Regions from separate parts of the Hordeum vulgare genome. Here region 2 is linked to region 1. A link is a contact called in public Hi-C data. All regions are on one chromosome and are shown on one strand. The core of a region is the stretch at or near the end of the contact, and the rest is flanking DNA. Distances in the headings are between cores, read along the strand shown.

The links. A called contact is a pair of places that touch in the nucleus more often than the background predicts.
Region 2: a Hi-C map of seedling shows a contact between it and region 1, with 3 times the contacts expected there. The contact joins the promoter of LOC123410652 here to the promoter of LOC123407578 in region 1. A contact is called at or near these places in 2 of 6 Hi-C or Micro-C datasets (leaf and seedling) and 1 of 1 datasets of contacts at active chromatin or transcription factors (embryo).

The regions. Positions count from the first base shown.
Region 1 is chr7H:532,607,609-532,614,437 of MorexV3_pseudomolecules_assembly, forward strand. LOC123407578 reads right to left here and starts at 3,481. Exons shown (of 14, transcript XM_045100745.1): 1 at 3,214-3,481; 2 at 2,487-2,568; 3 at 2,260-2,363; 4 at 1,950-2,076; 5 at 1,775-1,869; 6 at 1,383-1,506; 7 at 841-921. The coding sequence starts at 3,254.
Region 2 is chr7H:532,771,238-532,778,066 of MorexV3_pseudomolecules_assembly, forward strand. LOC123410652 (serine/arginine repetitive matrix protein 2) reads left to right here and starts at 3,584. Exons shown (of 8, transcript XM_045103593.1): 1 at 3,584-4,331; 2 at 5,307-5,468; 3 at 5,809-5,904; 4 at 5,999-6,091. The coding sequence starts at 3,735. LOC123413624 (mediator of RNA polymerase II transcription subunit 10b-like) reads left to right here. Exons shown (of 5, transcript XM_045106560.1): 4 at 1-4; 5 at 462-533. The coding sequence ends at 533.

The sequences.
Region 1 (6,829 bases), core at 2,231-4,730:
AAACAGTCTCCAGTTTCACATGCACGATTGCTTGCTTACAAAACCGTAATTTCCCCTGGAGTGATATTTCATGTGTGGAGACACTGTACCCACAGCAGATCCGTGGTGCATGCTTCTTTCAATGGACTTTAGGAGACCAAGTTACCATGGCATTGCCAGAGAAACCTATTAGGAAACGAGGCTAACTGCTAGGCTCATCACATACGAGTTTCCTAGTTGCATAAAACAGTCTCCAGTTTCACATGCACAATTGCTTGCTTACAAAACCGTAATTTCCCCTGGAGTGATATTTCATGTGTGGAAACCACTCAAACCATCGGCCCAATATTCAAGCTGCAACTTGCACTGCTAGAATTGGGTCAACGGTGGCAAAGTGTAGCCCCTTTTTCCCAGAGAACCCAATACATTCCACCTTCAACATGCAATAAGTATACAACAAAACGTTATTTTTGCATTACAATCCTTTGGAGACATCTGAGCATAAATAGGCTAAGCTATTCCTTTCTAGCTGTACTCTGTTGCACAGTTCATATCTAGTGCACATTAGTACATTACTATTACCGATATGTATTACCGATATGGAACATCATACTGTTGCAACTTGCAACAGGAACAAACACTTCCTATTGTTAGGAAAGCAACTTACCTCTATTGAAGGCCCAAGGGGCATATATATATATTACACAAGACTTGAGGTCCAAGGAAAGTAAACATAGACTAATAAGGACTCCTAGACGAATACTAATACTTCCTAACACCTATCACATTTTCATTAGTTTTAAGTTCTATCTGGCTCTTTAGTAATTAACAAGAAGAATAGTACTATTTTAGAAGGCAAACCTGAACAACATTAAGATCCATTATGTCAAATTTAGCTCTTCTTTGAATGACACGGCGCATGTAGTGGACAGCCATCTTAACCTGAAAACACATAGAACATGAGAGGCAGTAAAATGTTCATGTTATGCATTCCCTGCAAGTAATTTCATACACAAATTCAATCTATAGCTTATTCAAAAGTTTGCTTCCCTAGCAACCTAGATTTAAGAATAGAGATGGTATAGGATACACTAGGGCCATGCAAACCAAACCAACGAGTGCTGGAAGACTTCCAGAATTGGAAAATTTCATTGTAAGGTTCGGAATATTCCTGGACGTAAACACGGTACATTTCATTTTGCACATACAACACTTTTTGTGTATACATACAGAAGATAGTTCGAGCACAGCTACAATGACACTTGTGCAAAATAAATCACCAATTAGCATGTAAACCATGTTTCGCCAAAGTCTATCTTTTGTCAACTACAGAAAGCGCACCTCTCCTAAAAATCAGCTCAATCATAAAAGTGAAGGAAAATATTATGCAGAGATAAGCATACCGTGAACTTAGGAACTCTGATTTTGTAAACATCAACAAGCTCTAGCATTAGCTCATACAAGTTAGAGAAAGCACTGTCCAAAACCATGCCAGCAATTGAGGGGTCTTCTGCTCCATACAGCAGGCTGCATCAAAGTTTGGACAAAGAAGTGATGAACTATCAAAATACAATTCCATGCATTAAAACCTAAGTCTTTAAGATATTTTATGGAGAAGAGTACCGTCAAATATCAGGATATTTCAATAATACAGAGAAACTCTTAAGGTTCATAAATGTATTATGTTGTATCTGAAGTCTGAACACTTACGAAAGACATTACAGCATTAAGAGAAATAGGACACTGAAATTTGCAACAACAAAAAAGTAGAAAGCAAGCACTGTAACCAAAATACCTTGTAACAGCACCCATCGAACGCCCCCAAAGACCTATGCAAGAGACTTCCTTATTCTTCCGCAAAAAGGACACCACAGACTTGAGATCCTGTTTCTGGTAGTTGTATGTTTTTTCAGAACAGTGCAATCACTAAATTATAAAAAAGTTGTTTGAAATTTATAATGAATGTTCACCTCGTGCCAACCAAGGCTGACATACTCTCCCCCTGATAGCCCCGATCCAGCGAAATCAAGTGCAAAAAGTGTGATGTTTGAAGGCAGAAGTATGACAGCAGCTTCGTTTGCATCTGCTCTGCACCCACTGCATTAGGTTTAAAAAAAAAATCAATTGGCCAGCATTATTGGTGATTATTTAAGGTATACACTAAATGTGAAAAGAAAATAGATGCCATCATTAATCCTGATACATCACTACGTGTTTATTGTTAAACAGTAGAACATAGACAACTATATTTCCAAATCCACTGAATCAGAATGTCAGTACCTATTCCCATGGCAGTAGATCACACATGGAAGGGCGGTGTTTTCTGGGATGACGGCGGGAACATAGTGGCTGCACTTTAAGGTCTGGTTTCTTTCATTGGAAAGCTGCCACAACATACAGGTACAAGAATAAGTCCAATATACAATAATGTTGATAATCGGCATAAAGTCTTTCCATTGGCAAATGGAACCCAGCAAAGAGCCTCAATAACTGCTCCCCTTACTTGCCTCCAAATCTATTCGTTTGTACTTTCTTCCTGCAAGAGTAAACTCTGGCTCCCATAAATACTGATCTGGGTTGTACTCTGCACTGTAAATATACATCCAGTTAACCAGCTGAGAGCAGTACATATATAGAGAGAGAAAAGGATATCATTTGATGAATACCAAAGTTCTGGGAGCTTTAACATCCACTTTCATGTGTCTTAAGAAAAGGCATAAATTAAATTTGAGAGAAGCGCGGTTGAGTTGAAACTACATGTGTTAACGAAATGCAAAAGTTTGTTGCAATTGCCATTTAGTATCTCAGATCAGTTTAACTTTGCCACTAGAGAACTTATGATTAGGAGGAGCTACTTGTCCACCTCGAACACTAGTACACGATTCTCTATAGCAAGGCTTCACGCCTTCACCAACAAACTTTGGCTCATACGCTTGCTTAACCTTTTGTATTTTGAGCACATAACTTACACGCTGTCGAGTGCTACACTTTGAGCATTGGTAACATTACTATGAGATGCCAAAATTCACTACAATTCCCCACAAGCTTGGATTACGCCTTGATAGACGAATCACAGTACACTCGTACTTGCAGAGCAAAGTATGACCATCGAAAGCACGTAGACATCATTATACTATGACAACAAAAGTCAAAAGTAGCACGTTCGACCTACTCGTAGCTGAAAGCAAACTAAAATTTGGCAAAGCAGTGAGAATAAGCCAGCAAGGCGGTTACCGTGGCGGGCGGATGACGAAGTTAACGAACTGCTCGATCATGGCGCCGCGAGAGCTCCCCAACCACAGACGCAGCGGCGGCGGCGGAGGCTTCCGGGGCTCATGTACCGCGGCCGCCCACCAGCTTCCCCCACACACCAACCTACCTCCACCAACCCGCGGAAATCAACTCGAGCCGAGTCCAACCGGGAGCCGACCCCCTAAAATTCCCTGCGCACAACCACGGATCTGCGCCGACCGCAGCGGCAGCTCGCGGCACCGCCGAGCCTGTCCCGCCGGATCCGGCGCGGTCCCCGGCGAGCCGCAGCTCGAAATGCCCGCCGCGAGCCGCGAGGCCCGGCCAGCGGCGTGGGGAGGCGGGGTTTTCCGGGGCGCCGGCGACGGGGACGGGGAGCGAGTGGGGCCGGCTGGCTGCGGCGGGGGATCGGACGGACGGAGTTGGGAGGGATGGGCCGCGTGGGAAATGTGAACGTTAAAGAGGACGATGTGACGAGGAAAAAAAATATAAAACTGGGTTTAAAATGGGGCTTTGCTTTGCTGCTGTTTATTCGCGCTTTTGTACTTTAGCCCCTGAGGTTTTCCGGGACGCATGTGCGGCGCCGTCTCGCGGCACATGCGCCGTGCATGGGGCGTACATGGGGCGTGGCCCGAAAGGCGGTGGCAGTTGTGCGCTGATTGGTCTGCTTTTGCACGGGCCATGTACCGGCACTGCTTCTCGGCTTCTCTTTTCTGGTTAGGATTAGGATGTGGATGCGAGTTGTAAAGAGATGAATATAGTACCCCTAAAAAGAAGACCGCAATATAACTTTCGCTGTCGGAGATGGCATTTGCGGACGACCTGGCATTTTTAGTGTCATTGGGGTGTCATTTTTAGTGTAGTGCATGACGGTTCGTTTATTTTGAGGCAAATTTATTCAGAAACTGCCATTTGTGTGATCTGAATCATGTGGCTGTGAAGTAGAGAGTAGTTCACTAGAATAAGTCAGCCAGATAGCATTTTCCTAGAAAATGATGGATATTGCAACTGTGAAGCACCGAGGGAGCAATTTTGTGGAGACGCTCTAAATAGAATAATGGCTAGGCCTTCTCAAACAGCTTGTACAATATATATAGCGAGAGCTCATTGAACTATCTAGTCGGGTTATCACTGAGCATTTCTTTGGCGATAAATATCTCGTCGATGATCACTTCGTGGAAAGCAATGGCGTAGACAATCATTCACGGGGCATGTCAATGTCGACAACCAAAGTCATGCATCATGTGGCATTCTATAGCACACTCTATGGGAATTTATCGCTATAGTATAGCGAAGCAAGCGTGGGGTCGGCATGATGTTGCCCTCCACCCCTGGCAAAAAGAGCATCTAAACTCCAAAAATCTGAAACCAGACAATAAATAAATGTTGTTGCAGTGCTCCAACTCACCCTGGGCATAGTTCAAATATGAATATCGTAATTATTTTTTAGGAAACTTATACTATCCTCCGTGGTCTTTCCAGTTATAGAGTTGGAGTTGCCATTTTTCTTTGAAACACATTCTTATGTCGTTGAGTTTTGTAAGAACTTAACATGAGCTTAAACCTCGTGAAGATCAATGCGCTCTCTCTATATATCTATTGCTCTAAAATGTGTGTGTGTGTGTGTGTGTGTGTGTGAGAGAGAGAGAGAGAGAGAGAGAGAGAAATTTTGTGTTGGCGATCATACAAAAATTCATTGTTCATGGCATCCCATTCACATGTTTTTTTATACTCATTACGTCTGAGATATGCGATCTTGGTTGCACATGGAAGGGCTGGTCCAGGATGAGATGCCTATCTCATATTCTGCTCCGTCGGGGCTGGGGATGCAAAGCTATTTAAATCGCACTCGTATGTAGTAGACCAACGAGCGTAAATTAATGTATGTGTTTGTATGTATGAGCTCCGTCAGCATAGCTCATTATAATACATCAAAATGACGTAAAATACACTCACACATCTGGCTCTATAACCTGTTATTGTCTTTCTTCAGCATATGCATCACCTGAAAAACAATAGACACTCGTCGCGTCGGTGTTTCTCTTGAGAAAGCCCTTGCTTATATAGTAATTGTGCATATCCCTAGGGTCGTCGCCGCAAACGTCCTAAACAACTGGAAAGGAACTTGAAATCTTGAATACGGTAGCAGTTCGGTATGAGGCCCCCGCCAAGCTGCTGGACGCAAAAATTGCTAGAGCTACAAAAAAAAGTTGGAGTACGTCGTGAACTTGGAGCTCGCAAAGCCCGAGTATTCACCTGCTCCCGGGCCCCGAGCTGCTGCCCTGTCCAGTGTCCACCACCACCTCTCCGAGGAACGAGAGGAGAGGCTGATGCTCTGACGCGGGGCCCAGTAGTCATCGAGTGGGCCTGAAGACCTGCCGGACGCGTGAGTGCGACTATCCTTGTGGGGCGACTGGCGACCTTGTGGGACCAACTCCAGGAGTGTGGGGGTAGTTTGGGTATGTGCATTCGTTGGTGGCTTGGACTTTTCTGAAGGTGACGGACGGGTGCGCCTGTGAACAACTGCGAGTGGGCCTGGACGGGTTTGTTTTTTCACGAGTCTTCGTCGCCCAACTCGCACCTTTCATGTGCCTTCATCACAAATGAGAAAAGGGTTGTGAATGCCGAATGCGTTCAAAGGGAAAAAAAGAACAGGTAGATGGGGGAAAGGCACGCAAAGCTATGTCTGAATCAGGTTTCTCAAATAACTTGTGAAGCTTTGCTAAATATACGGATGATTATTTTTTTTAAATACATACAAGTTTTTTTCCCTTTAAATGCTCGTCAGCCCCGACATCAAGAAATATTACGTTGCCTTTTTTTTCTCCCAAAGAACTGATAAAACACATCTGGATGAGAAATAAGGATGGCATCTCTAAATGCATATTCATAGGACCACATCCCAAGATTTATGTTTTCTTTTGTTTGGGCGATGTCATGCGGCCCATAGGCTACTTGTGGCTTCCGTGTGTTGTCTGTCTTGTCTCATGCATTACGCTCTTGCATCTCATAGTTCTTTTTAATAAAGTATATTCGAAATCGTTCATATATATATATATATATGAGTATAGACTCATTCTTGTAAACATACGCAAGAATACCTACCATTATGAACACTTCCAAGAAACTGAGTCGACACATCATCTTGAGATTGATGAAGTCACCACAAACGCCTTTGTAGTCGATGAAAACGTCTTCTCTTACTGAACGCATATTGTCGGAAGACCTAAAATAAATCCGAAAAAAGGCAAGCTTCAATGTCAAATATGAGACTTGAAGTCTGGTGGGCAGTGGATACCAATGTCCTTCTAACTATCCAACCACATGATGATTTGGGTTGCGCCTCATAGCTTGGGTTGTGGATTTTTTTCTATGGGCTACTTATTTTTTGCCTTGTCTTCATATGGGTTGTGGTATTTTGTATTTCTTGTTCATGCAAGCGTGTTTTGTGTGTTTCAAAAAGAACCCCCTAAAAAGGCAATGAGTAGAATCTATTTGTTTTGTCATCCAAATTATTTAGATTTTTTATTTTACATTTTTATTACTATTTTGTGGTGTGGGAAGAGATGTCGATCTAGCAACATATTCATCGCTAGATATG
Region 2 (6,829 bases), core at 2,334-4,833, 160 kb after region 1:
TGCTGTAAGTGGAAATACGCATGCATTCTTAGGATCGGCTGTTCCTTCACATGTTTATCTTCACTAAATTTTTTGTTTAACGCTCATCTTCCAGTCGACCAGTAACAGTGTAGTGATCATATTTTACTACTTTAGCAATCATATGCAGCTCCATGTTTTAGTTATCACATCGCTCAATGCATCTTTCGCTCCCTTCCCGAAGTTGTGAGAGCAAGACCTGTATATATCTATGTTTTGTTGGAACCTGCTACTTAAGCCGATTTTGGTGTCAAGACTTAATCTAGGTGAGGTCAGAATTTACTTTTGTGTTGGTGATACATTCTTTGTAGATTTACACAACTACGGTTTCGTCCTGCTAATTTTTAGCTTTCAGATTGGATTGTTAAATGAGCGTAAAATAATTCTTATTCATTCATTTGTATTTTGCTGCTTTAGCTTCTCATTGACTCATTTTTATCCAGGAGTCAAAGAGGTTGGCTCAGTCCCAAAGTGCTCTTTCTAATGGAGATGTCAAAGTGAAACCTGAGCATTGACAGAAGGACCCAAGTGCAAAGAGCAAGATCTTTCTTTATATTTGCTATAGTTTTTCTTAGGAAGGTTTTGTGAACCAACAACTAATATAACCTTGTATTCTCTGCTGCCCCCTCATAGGAGTGATCAATATTTGCTGTGAATTACCTGTATTGAAGTGAATAATTTGTGCCTATGAAACTAGCTACTCAGCTAGATTTGCATGGAATCTTATTTTGAAGGTCTCATCGGAACGAACCTAACGATGAAGACGAATCTTCAATCAAATTATTAATCTGTGAGATAAATCATTTTTAAAATTTTAAAAAACATTTAATACGATGATTTAATCATGAGGTAGAAGATTCTTGCAAGTGCATGAACCGCCACATGGGAGAGCTGTTATCCGGTGCTTCTTCTTGGATTTTTCCCTTTTCTGATATTGTGTGTGTTGTGTATAACAGGTCGTTATGTTTGTTCCAAGCACAAACAGTGCACAAAATTATAAATGAAACTGTTAATCATAGAAAATCAATTAATTATAATAATAAAAATATAAAGACCGACTTTTATTAAATTTATAGCCCGTTGCAACGCACGGGCATTTGTACTAGTATAACCTACATGTTAAGATGCTGAAGACTATGATTGGCCAAGTTGTGAATACTATTACCTCAGTATTACAACATATATCTATTAATAAAGTAAATAAGTATTTTTAGTCTGTCATGCTGTTTTATAAAAAAACCTCTAATGTTTTGACATTAAACCCGAAGTACATATCAAATGTTTTTTAAAATACTAATATCTTCTAAACCATATTTTCAAAATTAACATGCTATATATGAATTTGATTAGAAAAATATGTAAAATATGAATATGATGTTATTTTACTTATTAACAACTTAAAAAGTACTATCTAGGATGCAATCTTAATCAATAATGCATTATTTGTCTCTTTTTTGTACCGGTACTGATTCGTATTGGCAATGAACACCTCAGCAAAATCAGGACTGGGTACGAAATTAAAGATAAATTTTCTAGAAACACCCAATAAATAAGTACATGCATGACAAGAAACAAATGAAGAACCCAATAAAGATGAGATATCCGCTATAAAAAAATAAAAAATAATATGCAAAGGAGATCCGATAAAGATGAGATGTTCCGCTATTCTCCTATATATAAGAAGAATAAAAAGAGGACATGCATGAAAAAAACTAAAAAGGAGACATGCATGACAAAAAATGAAATAAAATACATATTTTATAACATATAAATAGTGATGAAACAGTGACCAATACCTATGAGATGTATGGCAAACAGTGATAAAATAGGGGCACAATTACCTGCGTCCACACGAGGCCATACAAAAATATTCTTTTCTAAACAAAAAAATCTATCTTTATGATTAGAAAATCATGCATATCTTTTTAACAACTCGTCATGCATTTAAGAAATATACACCTGAAAAAACTGTTCAAGAGGTATCCTAAGTTGGTGATGCTTAAACTAAAAACCGGCTTGGATGCATACATGTCTCCGTAGTGTGCTAATATTTAATTGTTTATTTTTGTCGTTTTTCTTTACTAGCCCGTAACGATACTCTATTTCACCCATGGCATGAATAAATGCATGATCACTTACCCATTTCTTTGCATGAATTAAATCTGCATGCAAGATGTATTGAAATAGAATACATGTGTGATCTTGAACTGCGCTTCGTAGGCTAAGACCATCTTTGTTTAAACTATAGCTACAAATTCCCTGATTATAGACTATTTTTTATAAATTAAACGCGTGTGGTATTTTTTCTCTTCCCTTGCAACGCACGAACATTTTTACTAGTACAAGACCATAGAAAAAAATATGATATGGTTTGGTTCTAGGCGGCTAAATTTCGTGTTTTGATCCTTTTTGATAGTTGATCTAGATTTGACCCTAGTTTGTAGAAAAAAATCAAATCTAACCCTTTTCTTACCGCAAGGCGTCATGGCAGTAGGGTACAACAGCCTGGCGCCAAAGTCTTCGATGGTAGGCAACTTGACCACGTCAGGCAACACATCCCTATCGCCACACGGGTGGTAGGGTGTGCAACCCTACCGCCAAGGCGTTCGATGGTAGGTGCGTGCACACCTTGCGTTTGCAACTTAGATTTTTATTTTATGGTAGAACGTATAACCCTATCGTCAGGGACCTTGTCGATAGGCTGTTATATCCTACCGTCATGGATTGTGACGGTAAGAAAATGATGGGATTTCAAATTTTTTATAAATTAGGATAAAGTCTGAATCCACTATAAAAAAAAAATCAAAAACACGAAATTTTGCCCTCCTCGAGTACCAAGAGTCGCGGTTCGTGCGTTCCAAAAGCAAAAAAGATCAGCACGAGGCGCAGGCAGGGGGACAGAAGAGCAGGAGGGCCCGAGGCGCAACTATTATCCCCACTGCACGCTGCAGCCGCCTTCGGAAAGCTGAGCGGCCCACTGATCGACGTAGAGCAAGTCGAGCTACGAGCTGTGCCCCGCAACTTCAAAATTTCCCGCTAGTTTCCCCCCCGGCTCGCCCCCACGAGCAGCCAGTTCATTCTCAGACACGGCACAGCAGTAGCAGCTGAGCTCTGCATCGCAGACGGCGTGCGTGCGTGGCTCCGTCGAACTGCGGTGGTTGGCGCTCGGCGGAGCACACGAGGGCAGGCCACGGGCGACCGACCGACGCCGACGCGTCGGCATGGCAGCAACGTCCAACGACCCACAGCCCGTCCCCCGTGCCAACGTTTCCCCCCCGGCGTAATAAATGCTTGCACGGCTGGACAATCATTTCCTTTCCTGCAGCGGCACAGCGCAGTTACGATTCATTCACGTGCCGACGAAACGGATGATCGTTTGAATCCCCCCTCAAAGCCCGGCCGGGTTTCGGTTTTCGAATTTCGAATTCGAAACCTCCCCCCGACCGCCCGACGCGCACGCCATCGCTCGGGGCCCAACGCCCGATGACAGGCGGGCCCGGGGCGCACGTTGTTGTACGGGCGCGGTGCTACCAAAGTCCAGACTCCAGAGGGGGGGAAAGGGATTTTCGTGTCGATTTCGCTCGGCGCACTCGAGGCCCGTTCGCCTCGCCATTCCCGTTCGTTATCTGGTCCGGTAGTGCTGTGCTGCCTGCTGCGACAAGCACAGGAGCTGTGGGGGTTAGCGGCGGCAGCTCGAAACCCTAGCCGCTGCGGCGATGGCGGCGGCGACGGCGAGGAGGGACGCGTTCGGGGCCGCGGCGCGCGGCCGGACGCCCGACGGCGCGGGCGGCGGGGGCAGCCTCCGCCGGTCGAGGAGCCTGAACCGGTTCCCGCCGCCGTCGCCGTCCCCGGAGGACGCGCCGACGCCCTCCTCGAGGTTCGTGACCAAGGTGCGGGGCGGGGGGCCGTCGGGCGGCTTTCCGGAGATCAGCCTCGACGACCTGGCGGACGAGTTCTTCCGGGCCAGGGTGGAGTCCGAGGACGACGACGAGGAGGTGGTGGTGCAGCGCGGGGACGACGACTCGCGCGGGCGGCTCAGGTTCCCCGCGCCCGCCGAGAAGGGCCGCGGCGCCCGGCGGAGCTCCACCGCGCGGTACGCCAGAGAGACGGCCTCGTCCAGGCAGCGCGAGCGCTCGGTGTCGCGGCCCCCGCCGGAGCGGCGGGCCGGGGCCTCCGCGGCTGAAAATGGGGCCGTCGCCGCCAGGAGGCAGAGGTATGCCTCGGTGGATCGGCGCGCCTCGATTGGCCGGCAACGGTATGCCTCGGTGGACCGCCGTGCCTCCACGGACCGGCAGCGGTGGTGTGAATCGGATGTAAGTTCCAGTAGCATTTCACGTTTGAATCTAGTACTGTATTTCTTAACCCAAAATAGCATCTCTTTTTTAGTTTTTTTTTATCCGAGTCTATTTGATGTTTGAATTTATAACAGTGTTAATTACGTACCCTAGTCTAGTTGATCAGATTGAATAGATGAGATGGAGTAAGTAGACCCCGTATCAGATGCACTAGGAATAAACACTGATGCTTGTCATGATAAGCCAGAAATGAGCAATTGGTTATGTTTTACTGTTTCTTAGTTCATGCTTTACAATTGACATTCACATGCCTTTGCACTTTTTCCTTTGGTATTTCCTGTGTTCTTGTTTAGATCTATTATGGACAATCCAAAATTAATATTAGATTGGAGGAAGTGGGGAATTATATTATACAACAGATATACGTTGCCAATTGTATGCCCATGACAATAGGATGCTTTCCATGGAAATAAGACGGTTTATTATTTGGAATTCAACAGCAGAATGTCCTACACAATGTCAATTTTTCTTGTAACAAAACAAGTGACTGGAATCACTGTGAAGTCATTTTTTTATCCTCTGTTCCTTCGCAAGTAGGTAAACGTAATGCCGTTGATAGCTTGAAATTAAGTATATATTTTTTCAAATTATTGCCAGGAGCTCTGCCTTTTCATTGGTAGAATGAAATTAAGAATGCCCTAATGTTATCTATGAGTTCTGAATAGTGTTCAAAACTAGGCTATCACTCTGCTTTATTATTGCTAATGTGCCTTTTAATTTTAACTCCTAGTGCGCTTTGTTCAATTCTCGTCAAAGTCAGTAATCATCCGATTCCTTGTTTTTGCCTTTTGATCGTGCACTTTGTGTTCCCATTATCACCTTCCGGTTTATTCTGCTTGAACAACATAAAAAACTTAACCTGTATTCCTGCAATTCATTGCATCTAGTATGTTTAATGCTGCTTCTAATTTTCTTTTCCATTTATGGTTGCAGAATGATATGGATTTTTCTCGCCGGTCTGGTTCTAGGGGCACAAATACCAAATCTAGCAATGGCCATAGTCTGCAGAATTCACTTAATAAGTCTAAAGTGAATCAGACTCTGACAAGGTCTACAAGTCAAAATGATTTTGTACATTTACGAGACAGCGGCTCAGTGAGTACCTCTCATCTTGTATTTTCTGTGTTGCTAGAAATTATTGATCACTGATTAGGCCCTTGCTATTTATGGATGTGAAAAATGTATCATCTTTTAAATATTAGTTTCTGTACGAAAAGTTGCAATATAGCTGGTGCACAGTGCAATTAGTTTCTGTTGCAGTGATGCAACATGGTGTGTAATAGTTCTATTTGTGGTGTGCTTTTTTTTAGGGGGAGGAAATTTGTGCTGTCTGTTTCTTGGTGCATAATAACAATTGACACTGTCATGTGTCGTGGGCTCATTTTTTTTTGTGGTTGAAATTCGACATTGAATATATTCGTGTTGATATTTGCAGAGCCATTCTTCGTTAACTGATGATGAATCTAGGGATGCTCATTCTTTTCATAGCAGAAGTAACAGTGGAAATCGGGCTGTTTATTCCCAGGAGAAGGTTGATTTCACAATATTATTTCAAATTCCCACAACTAGAGTTTTGGAAGACCTAGCATTTAATAGATATGTGTTTTATGTTATCATTGGAGCAGCCAATTGAAGATAATGATTCAAATGTGCTGTATGATGTGATGCGTAAAGAAGTGAGGCAAGCTGTTGAAGAAATCAGAACTCAGCTTGAGAAGGTAACTTTTCCAGAAACCTTTGCTTATTTTCTTGTGCTGCACTAGTTCTTTCAAGCTACTTATATTTACTAGGGTTTGAGTGTTACAATGGAAGGGATCAATTCAAGGTGCAACAATGCCCCCTCCACTCCACCTCTTAAAGAATTTTCAAATATTTCACATTAGTGCTACCATGTTGAGCATGGATGATGTTACTGGTTGATGACCAGGATTACATTGGTTATGCTGAGGTGTTAGGACAATGAAATGTCATCAAAATTGTTTTTGTTTCCACCTTGATTGTAGTGCTTTGAGAAATGACTGAGGATAATAGGGTGTTGCTATACTGATTTCTCAAAACCATAAGTGAAAAACGTAAAAAATATATCATCAGTAAACCTGCTTGGTGTGGTTCTGAACAAACATGTTTGAGTACTTAGTCGAAGGAGTTGGTATTGTCTTGTTGTTTATAATATATATAAACATGCATGATCTTGATTCATAAAGTCTATATCCTAGAACTGAACATGTCATTTTTCCACTGAGGAATAAGCAGAAAACTAAACGAAAAGTTGAAAACAACACAGCTTCTTGGTCAACAATGGTGAGGACTAACTAATGACATTGATGCCTCAAAAGTAGTATCTCTTTTGATCAATATGAGCTTTAGTCTAATCTGTTTGTAGTATATTTTAGAGCTGGATTCTAAAAAGTTTAATTGTTGAATAGTCATCACTCATAACACATGTCTTCTGTTTT